2 separate regions of the Capsicum annuum genome follow, and region 1 is linked to region 2. Evidence: chromatin contacts called from public Hi-C data. All regions are on one chromosome and are shown on one strand. The core of a region is the stretch at or near the end of the contact, and the rest is flanking DNA. Distances in the headings are between cores, read along the strand shown.

Region 1 (5,717 bases), core at 2,764-5,263, 230 kb before region 2:
ATGAACCTTGATGAGTGAGTAGCACCAATACCGGGTTATTCCAAGCTTAACTCTTACATAATCCAAGACCTTCATCAGACAGCGCACAAGATAACCTAACATCCATATTACTTCAGAGGAATGAACCTTGATGAGTGAGTAGCACCAATACCAGGTCTTCCATGCTTGACAGGCTTGTATGAGATTGAGAACTCAGCCAGATAGTGGCCAATCATCTCAGGCTTGACCTCAATCTGATTGAATGTCTTCCCATTGTAAATCCCAATGATACTTCCAATCATCTCAGGAACAATAATCATGTTCCTCAGATGAGTCTTGACAGGCTCTGGCTTCTCACCTGGTGGAGCCTCACGTTTCTGCATCAAAATACTGAAATGAATAGGCATCATACTAAACTAAGAATAGGCAATATCACATTAATGCAACTAGGACTCATACAAGACAGGAATGACATAAGGAAAATAATACGATAAATCAAGGAAGTTTTCATTTCAATTGAAACATGAGAAAAACATGAGAAAACCAATGTAGGATATGTCCTAACTTGGCAGCAACCTGGAGAAGCAATGTAAACATCAAATCTGTTATGACATTGGGGTTCACTACACATAAATTCTCCCACTTCTACTTGATCAATAAAATCAGATCTCCCTGAACTACCAGCCCAGAGCAAATTTTCAGAAGAAGTGCCAGCCAAGGAAATTACTTGACAACCTTGTCATGCTATCCGCAAGTCACTCCTTTGGAACACATTTCAGCCTCCGCCATTAAAATTTGAAAGGCAGAGTGAGCCGAAAGGAGCAACTTATTAAGGTTCTGTTGGACACATCTGAAGCTCAGAGTAATGCAACCAAGAACAGGAAACAAAAATGATTTTTCACTCGACCAAAATCCATTAAGTACAGATTTTGCATCAAAATGGGACAATTGTTATCTAAAACCAAGCATCATCTAGATACAGCTATCAACTGTGCATACCAAAGTAAAATCGAGTTTCAAATCACAAAACCAAGCAGAAGTCTTTTCTAATATATGTTCTAAACAGACTTTTCGTGCATATGTTCAAGTGTTTTTCCAGACTCTACCATCGGGAGGTAACACTAAAGACATTTTACAAGTCAGCCAATTTCTTTTTGGGATCTTTTCCCAGTTATCATGTGCCTATATTTGAGATTCTACTAAATATGTAAAAGTTCCACTGATTTGCACCAAGAGAGCTGAGGAAGTACCAAAAAAGGACTAAGGTTCACTTAAATATAAAGGAAACCCAGAGAGTCTGCAAAAGAAACGTCAGCCAGAATCAAATATATTTGGATTGTCTTGAACTTTAGTCCCTTTGTAATGACACTCATTTAAATAATTATCCTTCAATTTATGTGGGAAAGGTGCCAAATCAGTCAAAATGTCAGCCAGAAGAAAAGAAATTTTTTACATTCCAACAAGTACAACTAGTCCACCACTACCTCCTCCACCCTATACCTTCAATAGTAGAAGGTTTCAAAATATGGTTGTCACAAAGATGATCATACATTGTGGATTAGGCTGATGGCTGAAAAAAAATCAAAACACTTGAAAGAAATGGAAGACTATGCATAATCCATCCAATATTACTTGGACTATAAGTACTCCTCTCCTCATGAAGTCCATCTGTCTTATCAATGCAAAGCAACCATGCAAAGGATTGCCTTTGCTATCACAGATCCTCAAAAGAAAGCTAGATACATTTATGTACAGCTGAATGACTATCTTAAGCTTTATCAAGTTGTATGATGTAGCATTCCAAAATATCCCATCGCCAAGAACGGTATAGAGAAACTACTTAAGCAGTAATCTATCATAAAACAAGTAAAAGTTGGTCACTAAATGTAACATGAAAATAAGTTCCACTCAAAGGGACTGATAGTTTATGTGTGTCGATTTTTTTAAGAAGATGGAGAGATTGAAATGTCTCTCAATGATTCATCAAGCATGGAAGGGCTTTAAATGGCCAACCTACAACAAAAAAATCTGCATAAATTCAAAATTAAAAAACCTAAAATATCTCAACAAACTAAGACAACCTAACAGTAATTAAAAATTCAAATCATCCTAAAACTGGGAAACTTATTAGGCTAAAAATTACTGCAATAACTAAAGAAAAATTTCAACACTCCTTTGCTTTAGTTATTGCAATTTAAAAAAATCCTAAATTTTTACACTAGTGCTGAATTCTTTTGATTTTTTTTAACTTGCACATTTTTTATATTGATCTTTCTTTTCTTCTTTCTTTTTCTTCTTGTAGTTTTGTGCTTAAAAAGGCGAATGACACTGCCTTGTCGAGAAGCTCTTCTAAAAGTGTTTCAATCTAGACAAATATAGGATTTGCAAAAAGTTGGTGTAAGGATTTTTCTTCCATCACAAAATCCCATAAAATTAGCTTTCAAAAATGTGATTTCATTTTCACAGACCAAATTTGATATTATTGATAGGTGAAAATTGTTGGAGCATTGAAAGAGAGACTCTTGCTTGTTATGGTTGAAAAGTAGGTCAAAATTGATGTTGGTAGAAAATCGCTAACTCTTTGAAAATAAGCACAGGTTAAAAATGGGTTGAAAATAGCTCTTACGTGTTAAAAAAGGGTTGAAAATAGCCCTGGCGGGATAAAATGGTTTGACAATATCCTTCACGGGTTAAAATGATTTGAAAGTAGTTCTTTAGATGAACGCATAGATCCTGTAAGATCAATGAGACTATGATACCACTGTTAATTTTTTTAAAAGATGGGGCTACATTGAAAGTGTTGACTACAATGTGTCTCTCAATAATTTTATTAAACATAGAAGGGCTTTCAATAGCCAACTTACAAAAAAAAATTGCATAAATTCAAAATTCAAAAACCTAAAATATCTCAACAAACTAAAACATCCTAATAGATATTTAAAATGTAAATCATTCTAATAAGTAGGCACTTATTTAGCTAAACATTACTGCAATAACTAAAGTAAATTTCAACAATATGCCTACCGCCTTGCGCAGCTTCTTGATCAAGGCCATTGGCTTCCTCTTCAAACCTCTCTGGAACCTACAACAAATAAAAACCGCTTAACAAGACGCATCAAAAAATATCCCCACACATTGGGGGAAACTACAGAACGAAAGTTAATACAAATCAACAAAACATAATCTGACTATACAGTAACATAAAGCTACATCAATAATAGAGTTGTACTCCCTCTATCTTTAATAGCCTGTTTGGGTACATAACAATGAAAAGTCTCATTTTATGTAACTACTATTTGGTATGATCGGCTTGTTACCTCTTTTTTGGTCTCAATTTGTCTTTATCTTATTATTTAATAATCTTATATTATCATTTATACGACCCTTTTATGGTAGCTCAAATCGTGCCATTATGTGACAACGAAAAAATATACAATTAAAACATTGTATTCATTAACACAACACAATACAATACATGATGTATACAACAAATCATTTTTGTAATCAAATAGCTAGGTTTGGGGTAACACTAAATATTCATGTAAATATGAAAATGTTAGTAAAAATTCACCTTCTGCGGGGACGAGCATTGAAGAGCTTGACGAGTTCGTCAGTGGACATGTCGAGGAGAGCATCGAGATCGACACCTCTGTAGCTAAACTTCTTGAACGTCCTCTTTTTGGGCTGTCCTGCTGTTGTCACATCGGTTTCAACATCCGCCTGTATAATCAAACAAACAACAGTCAGGAGACAGACGCAAAGGCATCTGAATTGAAGCAGGAAAATGTGAATGTTTGAAAAGGAGTTAGTTACCATGATTGTGGAGATGGAATCGTCAACCTAGCAGTCTGGGAAACTCTCTCAGTCTCAGAAATGGGGCTAGGGTTTTGGGCCGTCAGGGAGAGGAGACTAATTATCTTAACAGGGATGAGAGATTTTGGTTGGGGGGCTTGGGCTTCCGGGGTGGGGGGGGGGGGGGTTAGAAGGGCTTTTTGATTGACCTAGTGTGTAATCATGGGTAAAGGACATGGACCGTCCACGTTTTAAAAAAAATGGCCACATTTGAAAAGGTGGACATAGGTTGTCTAGTCGGTTAAACTATTTCCTCTTTTTTAGTTATTTGATCCAATTGATCAATGCAATCTCTATACTCAATTGATACACTTTTATATCACATTGATACACCTTTATACTATATTAATACACTTTTTAACAAAGAGAAAGGAAATTCTATACAAGCACATGCAGTCCCTATACCCAATTGATATTCTTTTATATCATATTAATACACCTTTATATTACACTTGCAGTGTCCATATACTCAATTGATACTTTCTTATACTAGATTGATACATTTTTAGAATGCATGTAGAAATTATATCGAGTCGTATAAAATATGTATCTAAATAATAATTATAGTTAAAAATTGTATAGAAAGTGTATAAAAATGCTATAATTATTATATAGAATATATATATATATATATATATATATATATTAGAAACTGTATCGTTATTATATATAAATATATATCTTTAACAATTTTATTATATTAAAAGTATATGATATTGTATTTTATTGTATAAATAAGTAAAACTAAACAAAACAAATATATATCTAATGCATATCTCATGATGTCTACATATGCATGTCGAATTCTCCCCAAATAATATATTTTTGAAGAATCAGACACAGATGCGTAATATTTTTGAAGAGTCCGAGCAACTTAGCTAAAAAGCAGTAACATGAAGAACAAGAGTTATGAAACATGAAGCATGAATAGATTTGACGGGGAACACGGGTCAGAGATCCAAAAGGTGTAGACTCGTAGAATCATCATTCATTGTTGAATCTGGATCCCTTTTGGTGGGTCTCACAGCATAACTTATGTCTCCAACGCATAACATCCATCCTTTTTGGAGAAAAATACATATCCATGCACTGGATTTGTGTAGTACTGCAATGGCTAAAAGTAGGAATTATTTTAGTGGCTAATTATAGGTAATTAGTTTTGGGTGGCTATTATGGTGAAATTATTTTAGAATGAAGTGTTATTTTTGTCCTTTCTCCTTGGGTATAACCTGAAATTAGTCAGCCCAGAATATTGGACTCAAGATTGGCCCGAGTGCACAAATACTTGATTTTGGAGCGGGAAAATTGCAGAAATAGCAACTATGGAGTCTTTATTGAAACTTTTATAGCAACAGTTTCATAATTACGAAAAATAACAAATTGTATTTTATATTTAAGTAAACTGTTGCTATACAAATACATATACAACAAGATTTACTGCACCTGTTTTACTCAAATTAGTTGAGTTAAATAAGGAATAATTATCTCATCTAATTAAATTCTCATAAATCAAACCCAAATATGAAGATTATTATTTCTATGATCTCTTTTTCTTTTTCATTTTTTTCTTTCCAATTTATTTTCTCTCTTCTACTTCTTTTTTTTATTCCTTTTTCTTTTTTTATTTATTTATTTCTTTTTTTCTTTTTTCTTTTCTTTTTTTTCTTTTCCCATTTTTTTTTCGTTTTCTTCATCTTTTTTTCGCTTTTGTTTTTACACTTCTATTTCTAGTTTCTATTTCTCTTTCTTCTTTTTTCCTTTTTCACTTCTTTTTTTTTATTTTTTTTCTTTTTCTTTTTCTATTTTTTTTTTTTTTTTTTTTTTAGTCTTCCATCTCTATCTTTTATCTTTAAAAGATAAATGTCTATATCATACATACATATTCA
Region 2 (5,631 bases), core at 3,001-5,500:
GATTTTCATTCTATATCTTGCCATCCATGATAGATTACAGACAAGAGACAGAGTTGTTAAATGGAAAGATCTCGACAACATGGCATGTCCAATGTGTAACGCATGGTTGGAAAATATCAATCATCTATTTTTCAGTGTTCAGCTTTAGGTGCAGTCTGGAATAAAGTGTTAACTTGGCAAGAAGTAATGAAACAACCACAAGGCTAGTTTGATGAAATTCATTGGGCTATGGAGAATACACGTAGTAACTCAGTCAAAGGACACGTTTACAGGATGAGTCTGGCTGCAGGGGTTTATTACATATGGAAGGAGCGTAACTTCAGAATATTTCAACGACATAGTCGCTTATATAGTATTAGCACTACTGTTATTCAGGTGTTTTGTAGAAGCGGCAGAAATAGGCAACTTGTAGGAAAATTGCAGTATCTAGATAGATATGTATGAAGGATCCTGAAGCATACCTTAGAAGTGCTTAATTGTTGATTGTCTGAGCAGTAGGATAGGAGTTTAGTTGAGAGGTTTACCAATCTTGTTTTAAGGCTGTTGTACAAAACGTTTCGCTTGATTTGTGAATAAAAAAATTACTTCTCAAAAAAAAAAAAAAAAAGACATGTATTAACGGCATAACATTAAAAATTGATTTTAAAAAAAAAATTAATCGTTATAATAAAATGATTATTTTTATAGAAAGGTATGCCCATTTATGAAGGAAGGTAAGTATATATTTAAAATGGTTCAACTATTTTTACTATTGTATGTCATGAAAAATCAATTGCCAAGAGGATCAACAGTGACTTTTTTGCAAAGAGGTCCTTTTAGATATTTTTTCTAAAAGTTCATTTTCATGAAGGGGACCGGCAGTTAGGGTGTGCAAAAATCGAACCGACCGATAAATCGAATCAATAAAAATATTATTGGTTTATTGTTATTGGGTTAATGATTTTTTAATGGTTTTATTAAAAAAATTTATTGGGTTATGGATTCGGTTTGATATTTTCTTATTGGGTAAACTGATAACCCAATAAGAATATATATATATATATATATATATATATATATATATATTCTCAACTTCTCTTTAATTTCTACAAATTAACAAAATTATTGTTTCAATTATACAAACTCTTAATTTCTCCTAACAATATTTAGTTCAAACTTGAAGATTCCTGTAAATTAAAATACATTATGTAGGATTTTTGGTTGCAACTAAGATTTGATTTTTTTTTCAAATTAATTACTACAATTTCTATTTTATGAGTATTTTCTTATCGGTTAAATCGAAAATTGAATCATTAAGGACTAAAAATCCATAGACCGAAAATCGATAAAAAATATCTTATTGATTTGACTATTGATTTAGCATATTTAAAAATAAAAAATTAATAAATCAAATCGATAATATGTAAAATCGAACCGACTGATGTACGCACCTACCAACAGCTGCCTCCACAAATAAAGATTTAAAATCTTTGTCTAGTTGTACTTCCCACATGCTTGAAAATAGCAAAAATTTCAAGTTACAATGGGGTTCAATTGATTTGTTTCAGACTTGTACTTTTAAAATTGGATTCTTCCACACATCTAGACCTATCTATGCTAATATCTAGCCAGGTAGTAGTAAACTTTTCAGTCTTACAATTGAAAAATAATCATTATATTCAAATTTTAATTTTTGTAAGTGAAACTTCATAGCACTCCAAAACAATAACTGCTATAATTATTAAGATTGAAAGTGTTGATTTGTGATTTTTTTCCGAATCTCTAGCCTCCCATCATGGGGGCGTGGATGTTCCGGTTCGTAGGTGTGAGAGATTAGCGTTGGATGGCTTTAGGAGGAGTAGAGGTAGACTGAAGAAATACTGAAGGGAGGTGATTAGACATGACATAGAGCAGCTTCAGCTTACTGAGGACATGATCCTAGATAGGAAGGTGTGGAGGTCGAGGATAAGCGTAAAAGACTAGTGTTAGTGTGTGGATTGTAGCAAGCAGTCAGGAGAGTTCTTGTGTAGCCGGGATAGTAATCATAAGACAGTGTATATAGGTGTCTTTGGTATGTGAGTGTATGGTACTACCCATCCATCACCTTGTTTACTATCCTTTATCTTGAGCCGGGAGTCTATTGGAAATAGCCTCTCTACCTCTTCGGAGGTAGCAATATGAACTGCGTATATCTTACCCTCCCCAAATTCCACGCTGTGAGAATACACTGAATTTATTGTTGTTGTAGCTTCCCAGCATCCCTCAAAGCTGACCTCACAAAATAAAATAGAAATTTGATTTTACAATATCTTTTGTGGATACAACTAGTAAAAGTCAAAGAGATCATCTAGATAAGGTGAAACAGAATTTTTGGTCCTCAATTTCAAACTACCACCATGTGAATAGTATTGACAAATAATATCCTTTGCAAAAATTGACGGAAAATACTAATTATACTGCAATTTGGTTGATCATTAAAATAAGTCCTTTTACGCCAGTCATTGAAACCACAGCTTCTTATCCATCACTATCACTATAATTATATCCATATCCTATTTCGTTTAAATAATATGTAAGTACAAAATTAGAGATAGTATTATGTTATAGTAATAGAATATCCACACTTAACTTTCAATATGCAATAATGTCATATAATGATATGATTCACTTATTTTGAGATGACATGACATGATTAATGACAACTAACTTTTTTTATATAAAATTTCATCCAAGGTGAAATTAAGATCTATCTACATTCTATTTTTTTTTTAAAACTTCAATTATAAAATTATAATGAGTTTGTTATCAACAAATTGTTGTATTTAAAAATTTACTGGCCGAATTATTTTATTCTTGGCTGAAACTTGCAAGCAAGAGCGAAAAAATTTGGACCATTCCGTCATAAATGTGAGTGACTGTCTAGATGTAGTAGGTTTGCATGTCGTCCCCACTCCCCACATTTACAAGAGGAGAAAACAGTTTTAATTAAAGGCAATGAAACCAATCACCTTGTAGCTGCCAGCACCAAATCCTTTAGTCTTTTCTGCTCAGAATCAACACTCAACACCTTCAACAACAAAAAGTTATATTTAACTTATAAGTTTGTGGCTTATAAAAAAATAGTCTTTTTTTGGTTTTCTTGCTTCTTGATTTCAAATGAAAATCAATGATAAACTTATATAGATGCCTACCTGGCTAATCAATATAGAAGCTTTACTCCAATGGAAAGCAAAGTACGCAAGAATGCACCTCTCTAATTCATTCTCCAATTTGACATATAAAGATTCAGCATCTTCTTCATTTGCAAAGTATTCAAAGATGCCATCATCACACCCTTTGGATCTCTTCAAGTATTCTTGTACTAGCTCACATAATCCAGGACACTCACTTTCATCCTTAAACCCCAGTTGCCTTGCTACACCACGTAATATTCCAATTAATTAACAAAACAAAAATTACAAATTAATCTTAAGCTTGTTTAACCAAACTTCCTATATTTGCTTATTTTGAAAAGTGTTTTTTCCCTTCAGAAGTAACAGTTTATGTTTAATAATCGATATGAAAAACACTTTTATCAATATTAGAACAACAATTCGTGCTTGACTAAGATTCTAAAAATGGTTGAAGAAAAAAAAATTATTTTTTTTTCAACTTCTATAGATAAACTACTTTCAAAAAGATTAACCAAACACCTGTAACTCTCTAAAATAAGCTCATAATTTAAAAGAAAACATTTTCAGCCTTAAGAAGCTTAGTCAAATAAGCTGTAAATATAATTCAAAATGATTACGCAATTTTATAAATAACTCACCAACATAATGGGAAAATCTTTCGAGTCTACCACCAGCACGGCCAGATTCAGTTGCATCCAAAATAGGAGACAGTTGATTTATTATTATCATGTGATTATCAACTTTAGGAGATTTATTTTTGCGAAGATGATGCATCGCTAGAGCAGAGATTATTCCAATAAGACTTGCACCCAATATATGCACTTGCGTATCTGCAGGAAAAGTAAAAGGAAGTTTATATAGCAAGTGTGCTTATAATTATATATGCATACAGTTCAACAAAGAAACAATAAGTGCGACGCTATTTTGACAAAAAGAATTGAATAGAAAAGGTCAAATTCAAACTAAAGAATATTTGGGGAGAGGAAGGAACTTAGTAGTGGGTTACATTTCAGCAGCATGTTTGATTTGTTGTTGTTGTACACTACAGAAGAAAGAGTCTTTCAACTAGGAGTTGAATTTTCTTTATTTGGTTTCTGCCTTTTTTTTCAGTTGGAGTCTCAATTTTTTGGGATCTTATAATGATGATAATAAGTTAATGGGGTAATAAGAAAATATAGATTAAAAGGAGGACTCCTTTTTAAAGAGTCAACTCATCAATTCGAATGATGATTGAATAAAATAAGTTATAGTTGGGTGCAGCGTTTCTTTATTTTTTTTTTAATATATATATATATATATATCCTGAGGGTGCGGGGACCTGAAAGAAGATGTGAGTTTCTTGTTCCAACTACCAGAAATTAATAATTGAGTAAAAAAAGAGTACTTAAAACATGTGAAATCATACTCTCTTCCTTACCTTTATTTTTATTCAACAATCACTTATTTCTAAATGAATTTTTATTTTTACTTGTAATTTTAATATGTTATAAAAAAAAAAATCTTTTTTATATTTTACACTTAATATTAATTATTTATTTTTAAATTATTTTAAATATTTAATATTAAACATTAATTAATCGGGCTACTTTGATAAAATAGACATGTCAATTGTTATTTTTTTAATAAATTTATCTAGTCAAAATGTGACAAGTAAAAATAAACGGAGGGAGTAATATCCTCCGTCTTAATTTGTTTGGGCTATTTTACTTTGGCACAGAGTTAAGAAAAGTTAAAAAGGTTTTTGAATCTTGTGGTTTAAATAAAAAATATATCAAATGTTAAAATGATCTTTAATCTTATATTATTAAATATGTCATGTATAAAATTGAAATTAAAAAATAAATTATATGTCAAGTCAAAATATATCAATCAATTTTAAAAAGATAATTGTTAATCAGCATATAAGTTTTACCAAATTTGCCGTCCGCAAATTTTGAGAATAATCATGCGGATTTCCATGGTGCATACATGAGGATCCAAACTAACATCCGTAATTAGTTTGTGAATATGTAATTAACTTGATTAAATCGTGGTCAATTTTTTCAAGAAATTAAGCATCACATAGCTTATAGTCTGTGTCACTTTAAAGCAGTTTAAAGTGTTATTTATGCAATTAAAATTAGAAGCTCTAAGTAAAGATACAATAATCAGAACGTCATAAAACAAAAAATCCATTTCAGTACTTTAAAGACCAAAGTCATCGATAAACACTCAAACTTGTTATCAAAATTCACTTAGACACCTAAACTAAGGTCTGTTCCTATCAGGCCCCTAAATCCCCCACATTTTGTTCCAATTGGGCCTTTTTTGCCCTATCAGCAAAAAGCTCAAAGTGCGTGTTGCACACACGCGATGATGTGGCAAAATGAGCTAATTGGAAGCTGACACATGTCATTGTGGATCCAATAATTATTAAAAATTAATTATAATTCATTTAAAAAAAGTATATACAAATGGCATTGACGAAATTATTAAAAAA

Evidence for each region. Hi-C and Micro-C count contacts between places; a contact is called where the count stands out from the background.
Region 1: a Hi-C map of placenta shows a contact between it and region 2, with 3 times the contacts expected there. The contact joins the promoter of LOC107873137 here to the promoter of LOC107873135 in region 2. A contact is called at or near these places in 3 of 5 Hi-C or Micro-C datasets (leaf and placenta).

Annotation. Positions count from the first base shown.
Region 1 is chr6:158,430,927-158,436,643 of UCD10Xv1.1, reverse strand. LOC107873137 (40S ribosomal protein S15-4) reads right to left here and starts at 4,013. Exons shown (of 4, transcript XM_016719876.2): 1 at 3,793-4,013; 2 at 3,551-3,699; 3 at 3,004-3,061; 4 at 1-356. The coding sequence starts at 3,795. The coding sequence ends at 108.
Region 2 is chr6:158,199,539-158,205,169 of UCD10Xv1.1, reverse strand. It overlaps LOC107873135 (calmodulin calcium-dependent NAD kinase), which reads right to left and starts at 4,250. Exons shown (of 9, transcript XM_016719873.1): 1 at 4,159-4,250; 2 at 3,791-3,982; 3 at 3,171-3,394; 4 at 2,988-3,046. The coding sequence starts at 4,171.